Linked DNA regions of Mus musculus: region 2 is linked to region 1. A link is a contact called in public HiChIP or PLAC-seq data. All regions are on one chromosome and are shown on one strand. The core of a region is the stretch at or near the end of the contact, and the rest is flanking DNA. Distances in the headings are between cores, read along the strand shown.

The links. HiChIP or PLAC-seq counts read pairs in DNA pulled down with a chosen protein or histone mark.
Region 2: an H3K4me3 HiChIP or PLAC-seq map of neural tube shows a contact between it and region 1, with 3 times the contacts expected there. The contact joins the promoter of Zfp385a here to the promoter of Hoxc13 in region 1. A contact is called at or near these places in 5 of 39 promoter capture datasets (cranial neural crest, embryonic stem cells, frontonasal cranial neural crest and 2 more) and 2 of 115 datasets of contacts at active chromatin or transcription factors (neural tube and stem cell-derived neural progenitor cells).

The regions. Positions count from the first base shown.
Region 1 is chr15:102,918,703-102,923,859 of GRCm38.p6, forward strand. Hoxc13 (homeobox C13) reads left to right here and starts at 2,429. Exons shown (of 2, transcript NM_010464.2): 1 at 2,429-3,215. The coding sequence starts at 2,486.
Region 2 is chr15:103,337,262-103,342,558 of GRCm38.p6, forward strand. Zfp385a (zinc finger protein 385A) reads right to left here and starts at 2,825. Exons shown (of 8, transcript NM_013866.2): 1 at 2,786-2,825. The coding sequence starts at 2,795.

The DNA of each region.
Region 1 (5,157 bases), core at 1,179-3,678:
CTAATAAATGGAATTGTAAAGTTGCTGGGTTAATTAAATCTATATCTCATCGCAATAGTAATAGTTAATGTCCTTATATAAACCTGAAAAAAGAATATAGCATTAACGTTATTTATTGTGGGGCCTTCCTATACCTAGATCCATCCTTCTCACAGTTCTGGCCTCTACTCTCAAAGGCTGGGGGAAGTGTATTTGAGTATCAGACCGTGCCTGGTATTTAGGCCTCTCTAGGAAGGGAGCCACTGGAATGGAAAGGCTCTCCCAGGTCCTTTGTTTCTCCTAGCGGCCCCACAGCTTGGCCTACTTCCCTGTTCTCAATGGGGGCACAGCACTTCACAGGAGGAGAAACAATCTCTACTACCCACTGCTAAGAAAACCCACAGTCCTCCTGGCCACCCAACCCTCTCAGCCAGCCTTAGGCAAGGGGGCCAAGTTCACCGGACCCAGTCTAGACTTGGCCAGACCTTGTTTGTTCTCCTTGTATTTTTGTTTGTTTGTTTTTTTACCTTGACCTTGGACTCCAGCAGCAGGGTAGCCTGTCTCCGAGCCCAGAGGACTCTCAAAGATTTCCCTTTGGCTTATTCTCCCTGATGAACCATCATTCCCCCACCCCCACCCCCACCCCACAAACATTGATAAGCTGATCTGCCAGGGTTTCAAGCTTCTTTTGTATTTTTCTTCTTTGCCATCCCAGTACAAAGCCTGCTTTCAAAACTCCGAGGAGGACTCACTTCTGGATGAAGACCGACCATGCTGACAAAAATTCCATTTCTTGTCCTGACTCACCAGGGCCTGGGGCTGTCAACCGTCAGAGACCACCTTCCTCCTTTAGGGGTCTTGAGGCAGGCTCCAACATTTGCCTCCAATTGAAAGGTCTAGGATTAGTCTTGATGGGTGTTCACAGTTGAGAGTCTGTGTGAACATCAGCACCCAGCATTTAAAACGTGTGGCAGAGGCAAGAAGGAGAGAGACACCGCAGCCCCCCTCTCTCCCTCTTTATTATTTTTTTCCTGCTCTCTCGCTCGCTCTTTATTACTTCTTCTCCTCAGGGAGGGGTATGTGTGAAAGGGAGCTTGGCACAATTCCATGGAGATGCCCCTCTGCAAAGGGGTGACTCTACTGAGGCCCTAACCAGTGGGGGGGGGGGCGCAGAAAAAAGTGAGTGTTATAAAAATCAGTAACTTGGTGCTAATTTGTTCTTGACATAGAAGACAGTTCGGGATCTAAGTACTCTGCCTGAACAAGAGTGATCCTGAAAGGAAACTGGGAATAAGGCAGCTTAAACTTAAGCTGCCTGGCTCCTTAGCGCTTATCACCCCATCAGCCCAAGCCATTGAGGAGGGGGGGTGGTCTTGTACTTGTATGTTTGGAGTTGCACCTGTCAGAAGTCCCTTTAAAGAGCGGCAGGTTTTCTCTGCTTTCTACAGTTCCTTGTGTGAACCCAAAGAGACTCTTGCAAGCATCCCGGCCTTTCCTTTTGCTCAGTCAGAATCTGCTTCTGTTTCTTTGAGAGTGGGGGCGGGGGGAGTCTCCGGTATCCCTTTTGTATGCTGAAATGGCAATCTGTCCTTCTGCCCCTCTCCGTTAGCCTCTGCTTCTCGCTGAGTGTATTTCATCATTTCTCTCCCCACATCGGGACGAAGTCTGCATTTGGGAAATCCAATCGCCCAATCATGTCTGATACAGGAGAGAGCCCTTTTCCAGACAAACTGGGGCTTTGGGGAAAGCCTCTGAGGTCGGAGTTTGAGACTCTGGTTTCGGCACCAAAGGCTCGGTGAGGTCCTTGTCCGCCGTGAGCTGACTGCCACAGCTGGAGCCTTCCTAGCTAGATTTATTATTATTATTATTACTATTACTATTATTACTAAAATTCCAGGTTTGCCTCCATTCTCAGCTCCAAGCCCCAATTTAGAGACTTCGGTAGTCAAAGCCATCTGTTTGAGAACCGGAGCCTCTCAGCGTCTCTCAGTCCAGAGCCTAGGAGGAGGAGCCATCCTCTTCTCCCTAGGTCCCTTTGCGTCGGCCAAATTAAGCCTCTCTGCCCCCCTCCCCTAACAAGGCTTGCCTAGGGGGCGTTGCCCGTCCCTTTAAATCTCCCAGCTCTCTCCTCCTTTTCCTTTCCAGTGAGCCAATCAACAAAGTTCTCATTTCTTTCCGCCCCGCCCCATCTCCCGGGGAGGGAACCCCAGGAGACCCAGGCTTAGCATCACGTGCAGCGGCTGTGGTCACGTGGGAACCAGGGGCGTGCTATGGTGAGGAGGGCGGGAGTCGCCGGATTTCTTAATGAAGTGTGTCCGCATGCGTAGTGGGAATGCGGCTAGGGAGGGGGAAGCACCGGGGGGGGGGGTGGCGGGGGGAGGAGGGGAGGGGTGGAGAGAGAGAGAGAAGGGAGGAGGGATGGGGGAGGGAAAAAGAGAGCGAGGTGTCTCCCTAGCTCGCTGCCTCTGGCAAGTGGAGTTTTTAAAAAGCTGGAGCAGATCATGTCATGACGACTTCGCTGCTCCTGCACCCGCGCTGGCCGGAGAGCCTTATGTACGTCTATGAGGACAGCGCGGCGGAGAGCGGCAGCGGCGGCGGCGGGGGAGGCGGCGGCGCGGGCGGCGCGGGGGGTGGCTGCAGCGGAGCGAGCCCCGGCAAAGCCCCGAGCATGGACGGGCTGGGCGGTAGCTGCCCGGCCAGCCACTGCCGCGACCTGCTCCCGCACCCTGTATTGGCCCGCCCGCCGGCTCCTCTGGGTGCCCCTCAGGGCGCCGTCTACACGGACATCCCAGCCCCGGAGGCGGCGCGCCAATGCGCCCCACCGCCGGCGCCCCCCACCTCGTCCAGCGCCACCCTGGGCTATGGTTACCCATTTGGGGGCAGCTACTACGGCTGCCGCCTGTCGCACAACGTGAACCTGCAGCAGAAGCCTTGCGCCTACCATCCGGGGGACAAGTACCCAGAGCCGTCGGGCGCGCTGCCTGGTGACGACCTGTCCTCCAGGGCTAAGGAGTTCGCCTTCTACCCCAGCTTCGCCAGCTCCTACCAGGCAATGCCCGGCTACCTGGACGTGTCGGTGGTGCCTGGGATCAGCGGGCACCCGGAGCCGCGTCACGACGCGCTCATCCCTGTTGAAGGCTACCAGCACTGGGCTCTTTCCAATGGCTGGGACAGTCAGGTGTACTGCTCCAAGGAGCAGTCGCAGTCCGCCCACCTCTGGAAGTCTCCCTTCCCAGGTAAGGAAGGGGCTTGAGCGGCGGCGCCGCCGCCGCCGCCAGGGACCCCTCCCCGCCCTGCCTGCCCCGCGGCTCCGCGCCTCAGCCACCCCCGCCGTCTGGCCCCGGCGCGCCGGCTCGGCTAGGCTGTCGATGGAGCCGGCCGGGCGAGCTATGCTGAGGAATGCGCTGGGGAAGAAATCTGCTCCGACACGTTCCCCGGAGCTGCCGGGTCCAGAGTGAAGCAATCAGAGGCGCCCGAGCGCCGGCTCGGCTCGGCTCTGGTCGGGAGCTCGCCTCCTCCTCCCCCAGCCTGCTCCAGCCTCATTCAGGGATCCTGGCCCCTAAATCCGCTTCCAGCCAGGAATGGGTTGGGGTTGGGCCTCTGGTGTCTTGGAACTTAGTCCAAAACCCTCAACCCAGTGGATAGTTGGGATTTGGGGAGAGTATAAGAACCTTTACCTTGCCCGAGTTTTCAGGAGCTGTCAACCACCAGATACTATAGCATTAAAATGGGGATCTAATTCTCCAGAGCCTATAGAAATGTACAATTTTTTTTCTTTTTAAATTTAACCATGAATGTTTTATAAGAGCACAGAAGAGATTTTTAAAAATCTCTGTAGAGGGAATGTGTAAGATTTGAATCCTCTCCTGGAATGCAATTTTTTTCTTTGCCGCTCTGGTACACAGTTTTAATCCTGTGAATCCACTGCCAGATCCTCCAAGTGAGATTTACTGGCATTCCAGACAGAGAAAGGGGTTCTAAAATGGGAGGTGGGAGAGGCAGACCTGTGCTGTGGTCCGGGGTCCAGACCACTCTTGTCTGGCTGTGTATGCAAGAAGAGAGCACTCTTGTGTTGTTCCTCTGTGGCTGTCTCTGAATAGGAAAGGATTCCATACCGCCCCCATCACTCCCCAGAGGAGAAAGACCGGCCCAGATTTCCCAAAACTGCATCAGAAGCTTTGGGTTCCACTCTGATCTGAGAGATAAGGATTTGAGGGTCTAGAGAAGCCAGCATTTGGGTCTACTCTTCCTGTACAGAGCTCAGTGGGAGACAGACAGTCCTCTTTTCTAATAGCTTCAAAGATCCTTGAGAGTCCAGAGAAGCCTAAGATAGCTTCCCACTGTGTGCAAAAGGAGCCCCCCCTAGCCTCCCATACCAGGCCTGGGATTTTTCATTGGAAAGATCAACCCAAAGAACTCTTTACGGTAGGCCTGAAATTCTTCTGCATCCGGGATTGGGTGGAGAGGTAGATGGAGAAGAATCACTGAATGATATTATAGAATGTAGCAAAAACATTCTGAAAAACAGCACAAGGTCACTTGTTATAAGTCAGTACCAGAGCTAAAACCACACAAGGCACCCTATTTCTCACAGCCAGAATCAAGGACATGGTTGTGGTACAATTGGTACCATACACCACCTTCTCCTCATTGACTATAAGATTTTTTTTTATACTATACAAACGTATTCATGTGAAGCACAGACTGATACATATCTATAAGATAGACTGTTCATATGTAGGCATTCCATAATACACTTATAGAAAATAGGCTGCCCTTCACTTCTCTAGCTCATAAGACAGAAAGCTTCTTAAATGAAGGTCCAGCAGGAATCCTTGTGGTAGTGGAATTAAAGGGTCACTGAAAGAGAGCCAGTGGACTGGGAATCCGGTGCTGACCCTGCTCACTGTAGGTAAGGACTCAGGCCTAGAGCAAAATCAACGTCTTTGGAATGAAGAGTGTACCTAAAAGAGCTGCTGTGGCTTTCCTGTATAGGCATGTGGGTTGTGTGGTGGGCTGGAGGGAAGCTCAGAATTATCTTTGAGCAAATAAACATCTTAAAGATTCCCAGAAACAAGAACAACACACATACACACACACACAAACCACTCTGCTAAAAATAAACACGTTTATATCACAGCCTCCTAGAGAAAGATATCTTTGAAATGAAAAAAAAAC
Region 2 (5,297 bases), core at 1,575-4,074, 420 kb after region 1:
AAAACCCCGTTTAGCCCTGGGTACTTTTTGCATTCAGTCTCCCACAGTCAAGTCATATCTAGCTTCCTTCATCTCTGTGAGGGCTGCTCTTTTCCGTCCTCCCCTAAAAGGTCTGGCCAGGTCCTGTGCCATGGCCCCTGGGCTTTCTTTGGTGGGCTGGGCAGGCTTGACTTGGAGAATAGGAACAGCTTGGGCGGAGTCTGCTCTGGGAGTGGCTCATCAGGGTAGGGCGGGAGTGGGGAAGGTTTTAGGGTAGGGCTGTGAGTTAGTGACTGTCTCACTGAGGTGAGACTGAAATCTTGGTGGTGAAGGGACCTCATGAGGCTAACTAAGAAGGAACCAGTCTCTGAGATCGAGATTTCATCTTTCACCACCTCTGTTTTCCCTCGGGCATTTTAGCTTCTTCCTCAGAAATGGCCAAACTTAGGGTCAGGGTAGTGGAGAAAGGCTTGAACTTTTGTTTCTTATCCTTTTGGTCAAGTCCAGTGAATCTGTCCCCTCTGCCTCAATTCCTTCATCCTGGCAGAAGGCAGGCAGAGAGCTGGAAAGGCTTTGAAGTCAAAGATGAAAGAGACAAGGGGATGATTGTGCACAACTAAAAACACCAGCCCTAATAACCTCGGGGTATATGTGGGTGGGGGTGGGGCTTTGAGGGAGGTGATGCCTAGAAAGGGAGGGGCTTATTGCAGAGCTTTGGGAAATCTTCCCAACCTGATCAGAAGAACCCTCCCTTTCCAGGCTTCCGCCCCTCACTAAACCAGGGTCTTAGACAGTGGCAGCCTAGGAGTCTGAACTCAGAACTACCATCTTGAACCCTGAGGCCCTGATTCTTATGTGTGCTCTAATTTTGTTTTGAGCTAGGTTCTCACTCTGTAGCCTAGGCTGGCCATGAACTTATTCTTTAGCCTCGACTCCCAATAACCTCCCCCAACCTGCTGTGATGATAGGCATGAGACACCACATACAGCTGAGCTGGGCACAGCCATCTCAGGGTTCCTCTAGGGCTGCCTTGTAGAGGACTCAGTGACCTTAGCATTCAGACCCGAACACCTCAGTATGATTCTAAAGGTGAGTCTTGAGCACTGGCAGGCAGTTTCCTCCCTCGTTGGGATTTAAGGGGATGAGAGGAAAGCTAAGCTGAATGGGGGCACCACTAGATTCCCACCCCCTGTGGACTTGGCAAAAGGAGGGAGTTAATTATCATGTCCTCCAAAGAGATGGCTGGGGCCAGTTGGTGGCAGGGTCCAATGTCAGAGAGTTTGGATTCAGTCTTCTTGTGGCTGGGTGTTGGCAGGGGTCTTCCAGGCCTGATACCTAGTTTAAAGTGGCCTCCAGACCAGGGCAAACAAGGCTTAGCCTGGCCTACTCTGGGCAAGCAGGCTATAGCCGCTACAGCTGGCCCAGGATACAGCTAGAGTACAGGAACACAACGGTAGGCAGAATGTGGAGCCTGTGTGTTAGGGTCCTGAGTCTAAACTGTGTTGAGGTGTCTCCCGGAATTAGAAGGCAGACCACCTACTAGAGACAGCCTTGGGGCAGAGGGATTTAAATAGCTATGATGGTTGGCCAGCTGGAGGGAAGCAAGGCATAAAAGTCGTGAGAGAGGCTGAGACCACACAACAGCTAGATGGAGGAAGGACGCAAGAGTGGAGAAATGGGCTAGGAAAGATACACAGTCACTGGAAAGAAGAGAACACAGGCAGAGAGTCTTGGGAGAGGGATGAGGACACGGGATATAGTTCAGCATAAGCACAGAGCCAGGTGTCCTCAGTGGGGGCAGGGAGACCACAGGTGTCTGAGAGTGGTAGGGGGCTTCACAATAAACAGGGCCCTGGAACCGGCCTAGCCAGGGTGGAGGTCAGAGGTCAGAGCAGGCCCTGCACTGCTGTGGCAGCAGGGTTGAGGGCAGGGGCTGCTGCGGAGTCCGGAGTACAGCTAGGCCCTCTCCTCCCCCATCCCTGGGGCTCCCTTCCCGATGTAGGTCATGAAGATGGGGTGGCCAAGGCTGAACGGGCTGGCTGTCAGAGCCCAGCGGGACTTCCCTTCCCCCCACTCTGACTTTCCTTCTCTCCTTGGTCTCCTGTAGCCCCCGACCCACGGCTGGGGTGGAAGGGAAGAAGGAGGAGAAGAAGAAGGGCCCAGGCAGCCGGCGCAGGGAGAGAGGGGCAGGTCCCGGCGTGTCGGGGCAGGATGGCTGCGGAGACAGGATCTAAGCCGCAAGAGCCCGGGATGGACAGTTTCCCACCCGCTCTTCTACCCAGCCCCCTTATCTTCACCCGTCAGGTTCCCACCTCCCACCACACTCACCTCGAAGCTACACCCAGCATCTTCTTCCTCCGCCCCCCACTTCCTCCTTTCCCTCTTATCCTGGGCCCAGAAGGCTGTCGGAGTGGCTAAGCCAAGGGTGGGGGAAGGCGCTGGAGGTGACGGGTCAGAACCTTTACTCCAACTCTACCAGGCCAGGACCAGCCCCCTCCCACAGTCTCTCCTGCACTGTCTTATAATATTCATGAGCCTCATGAATACGCAATGTTCTCATTATGGGGCGGGGGTCTCGCTCTCTCGGCCTTCCTTTTGCCCCTCCCTATGTTACCAGGAGAAACCGCAGCTAGGGGAAGAGAGGAAGAGGGGACCCCAGATGTGCAGCCAGATGAGGGGGGAGGGGGAATGAGTGGCAGACCGGCGGCCGCAGTCACCGCGGTGCCGAGGTGAGGGAGGGTGGGGGTTGGTGACCCAGTGAGAAGGAACCAGGGACCCGGATCCCAGAGTCGTGGAGACCACTCACCGAGGATCATGCTGGGGACCCTGGCTCCCGGGGTTCCGCGTCGTTCTGTCCCGGGGGCCGTTCTGGTCGGACTCGGGGTACAGGGGGGAGGAGTCGGGGAGGAGCAGGGGCGGGCCGAGGCGGAGCGGGGGCGGGGCCCACAGCAGGTGAAGACCGGAGGGGGCACCCTGGCACCCCGGGCTCCGCGAGGGGGCGTCCTGGCAGCCTCCCGCTTCCTCCAGCCTTTCAGTTACCGCCCCCAATCTCTGGGTTTTAGGATGTCGCTTTAGCTGGGGCTGGGGAACAAGATGGTGTGAGGTTATTGAGGAGGCTGGGAACTAAAATGCCTGGGTTCCTGAGTGGCTCAGTCTGAGGGCGGGAAGACTCATTCTCAGCTGATAGAGGGACAGGATCCTAAGTGATCTGGGGAGGAACAGAGCCCGGGTTGAGTGGGATAGTGATGCCCCTCTAGAGCAATGGGCTGGGTGGGCCCTGGAGGTGCAGGGAGGATGCCTGGGTCCTACTTTGTTCCGCTTCGGAGCAGGATGTCGAGACTGACTATCAGAGGTGAGTCGTGGTTCTGAAGATGGATTCGAGGTTTATCTGACAGTGTTCTTAGGGGAAGCTAAGTGAACAGATTGCATTCAGTGGTCCTGAGGAGGCAGAAATTAGAAGCTTGCAGTGGTGATTGCTAGGCTATTTAGAAGATGACAGAAGGTCAGAATCAGCGAGGTTCAACCTTATAGAGATGTCCTGGACTGAGCTGGGGAGGAGGGGCATTTATCCCGGGGTTAAATGCAGGACACCTTACCAAGAAGAGCTTTGATTCAGGTGGCAGGGGTGTAAGAAGGCTGGGGAGACGTTTGAGAATGGGATGTTCCTAAGGCAAACAGGAGGAAGCTGGAGTGTGAGAGTCGGATAGGTATCTAGGGAAGATGCAGCTGCTACAGCCTGAACCTGTCTGTACCTGCCACAAGAGGGAGGGCAGCAGGCAGAGTTCCCAGAAGGCCAAGCAGCCAGCTTTAGGCCAACCCAGCCAGAGGGAGAGGGGGTGAGACTGGGAATTGGAACACTCATGGTTTAGGGAGGGTGGAGGCAAGAGTGAAAAGCGGGGTCATGAGTGATAGGATTGGATTCAGAAACTTTGAGGAAAGGAGGGCATTTCCAGCTTCTGGCGGGAAGTTGGGGCTTGATTGCTAACTCAGGTGCAGGAATTTTAGATTTGTTCCTACTGTGAGCCTCAGCAATGTCTGCCTTCCATCTGTGAAAAGCTGTTTGCAATTGCCAAGATACTCCAGCTCAAGGCTAGGTGAAAGATGGGTGCCGGCACCCTAGTCTTTGAGTCCTGTGATCCTGCTTTGAGGAAAGATGTGGGATCTCTGGGTCCACGAGAGGCCATCTTCTCGCTTTGAATCTAACTTGCTGGAATCCTCCTGCACTTCTATAACAGAAAGCCTGCTTCCTAGGTTTAGCCCCTCCTCTCCTTTTCCAGGTTTCTCCCCTGGGGAGGAGACATACTAAAACGAGGGCCAGCACTGGGCTTGGCTGATTCGAGAGCCCCCTCCTTGCCCTTCAGGCCCACCTGCCCACACTGTCTTTCCAGGGTCTCCCGAGTTAGGTGGAACTCAGATGAGGGATTGCTTAGCTTACTATGGGAGGCAGCTGGCTAGAGGGTGCGGTGACCTTGCAGGCAGCTGGGGGGTTGGGGGAGCATTGTGTGGGGCAGATTCATTATTGATGAGCCCCTGCACCCCAGGCTACTAATGAGTCCAGGCCGGCTGCCCTAATTGATGTCAAGAAACTTGAGACCCCCAGATCATCTTCCCGCTTGCCAGCTGCCTCTCCTGAGCCCCTTCCCCCTCTGACATCTCCAGTCGCTCTGCTTCCGTTTACTTCTTCACTTCTCTCTTCCATTTCCACCAACTCAGGCAAGCAAGGAGAAGGTTCGGGCGGCTGATCTCCACAGACAGACTCCATTCTCCTCTGGGTTGCTCAGGCCTCGGAGTGGGAGACACATCCTATCTGCAGGGCAGGTAGGGTGGTTGAGGAGAGGCAGCTCAGTTCAGAGACGACAGACATAGAAGAATCCAAGAAGTAAGCTCAGGGATGGTACTAGATCACACCCATGGCTTGCCTGAGCCCAAGGAATTCCTTAATTAGAGGGAGATCTCCTCACTCTCTCTAGAAGCAAAGGTACTTAACCGTATATTGACATACCCAGACACCAGCCCTAAGCCCCAGCCATTTCCTCATTACAGTGGGAGACATTTTAGATTCAGTCCCTGGAGTTGGTGTTTACCTCTTCCAATAGCATCTCATTGAGAGTTCTTACTATCATTGGACGTATTGGGTGCTTCTCTGCCTCACAGTGTTTTTGCTGCCTCAGTCCCTCTTTCTTCGTGGGTTCTGGGAAGATACTCATTAAGTATAGGATTCTAAGACCTTAGAGTGGTGTGTGGTTCAGGTGGAGGAATATTTGAAGGTGCCAGAAGTCTGAGTTAATAATAATAGCCCTGTTGATGGGGAGAGTTGG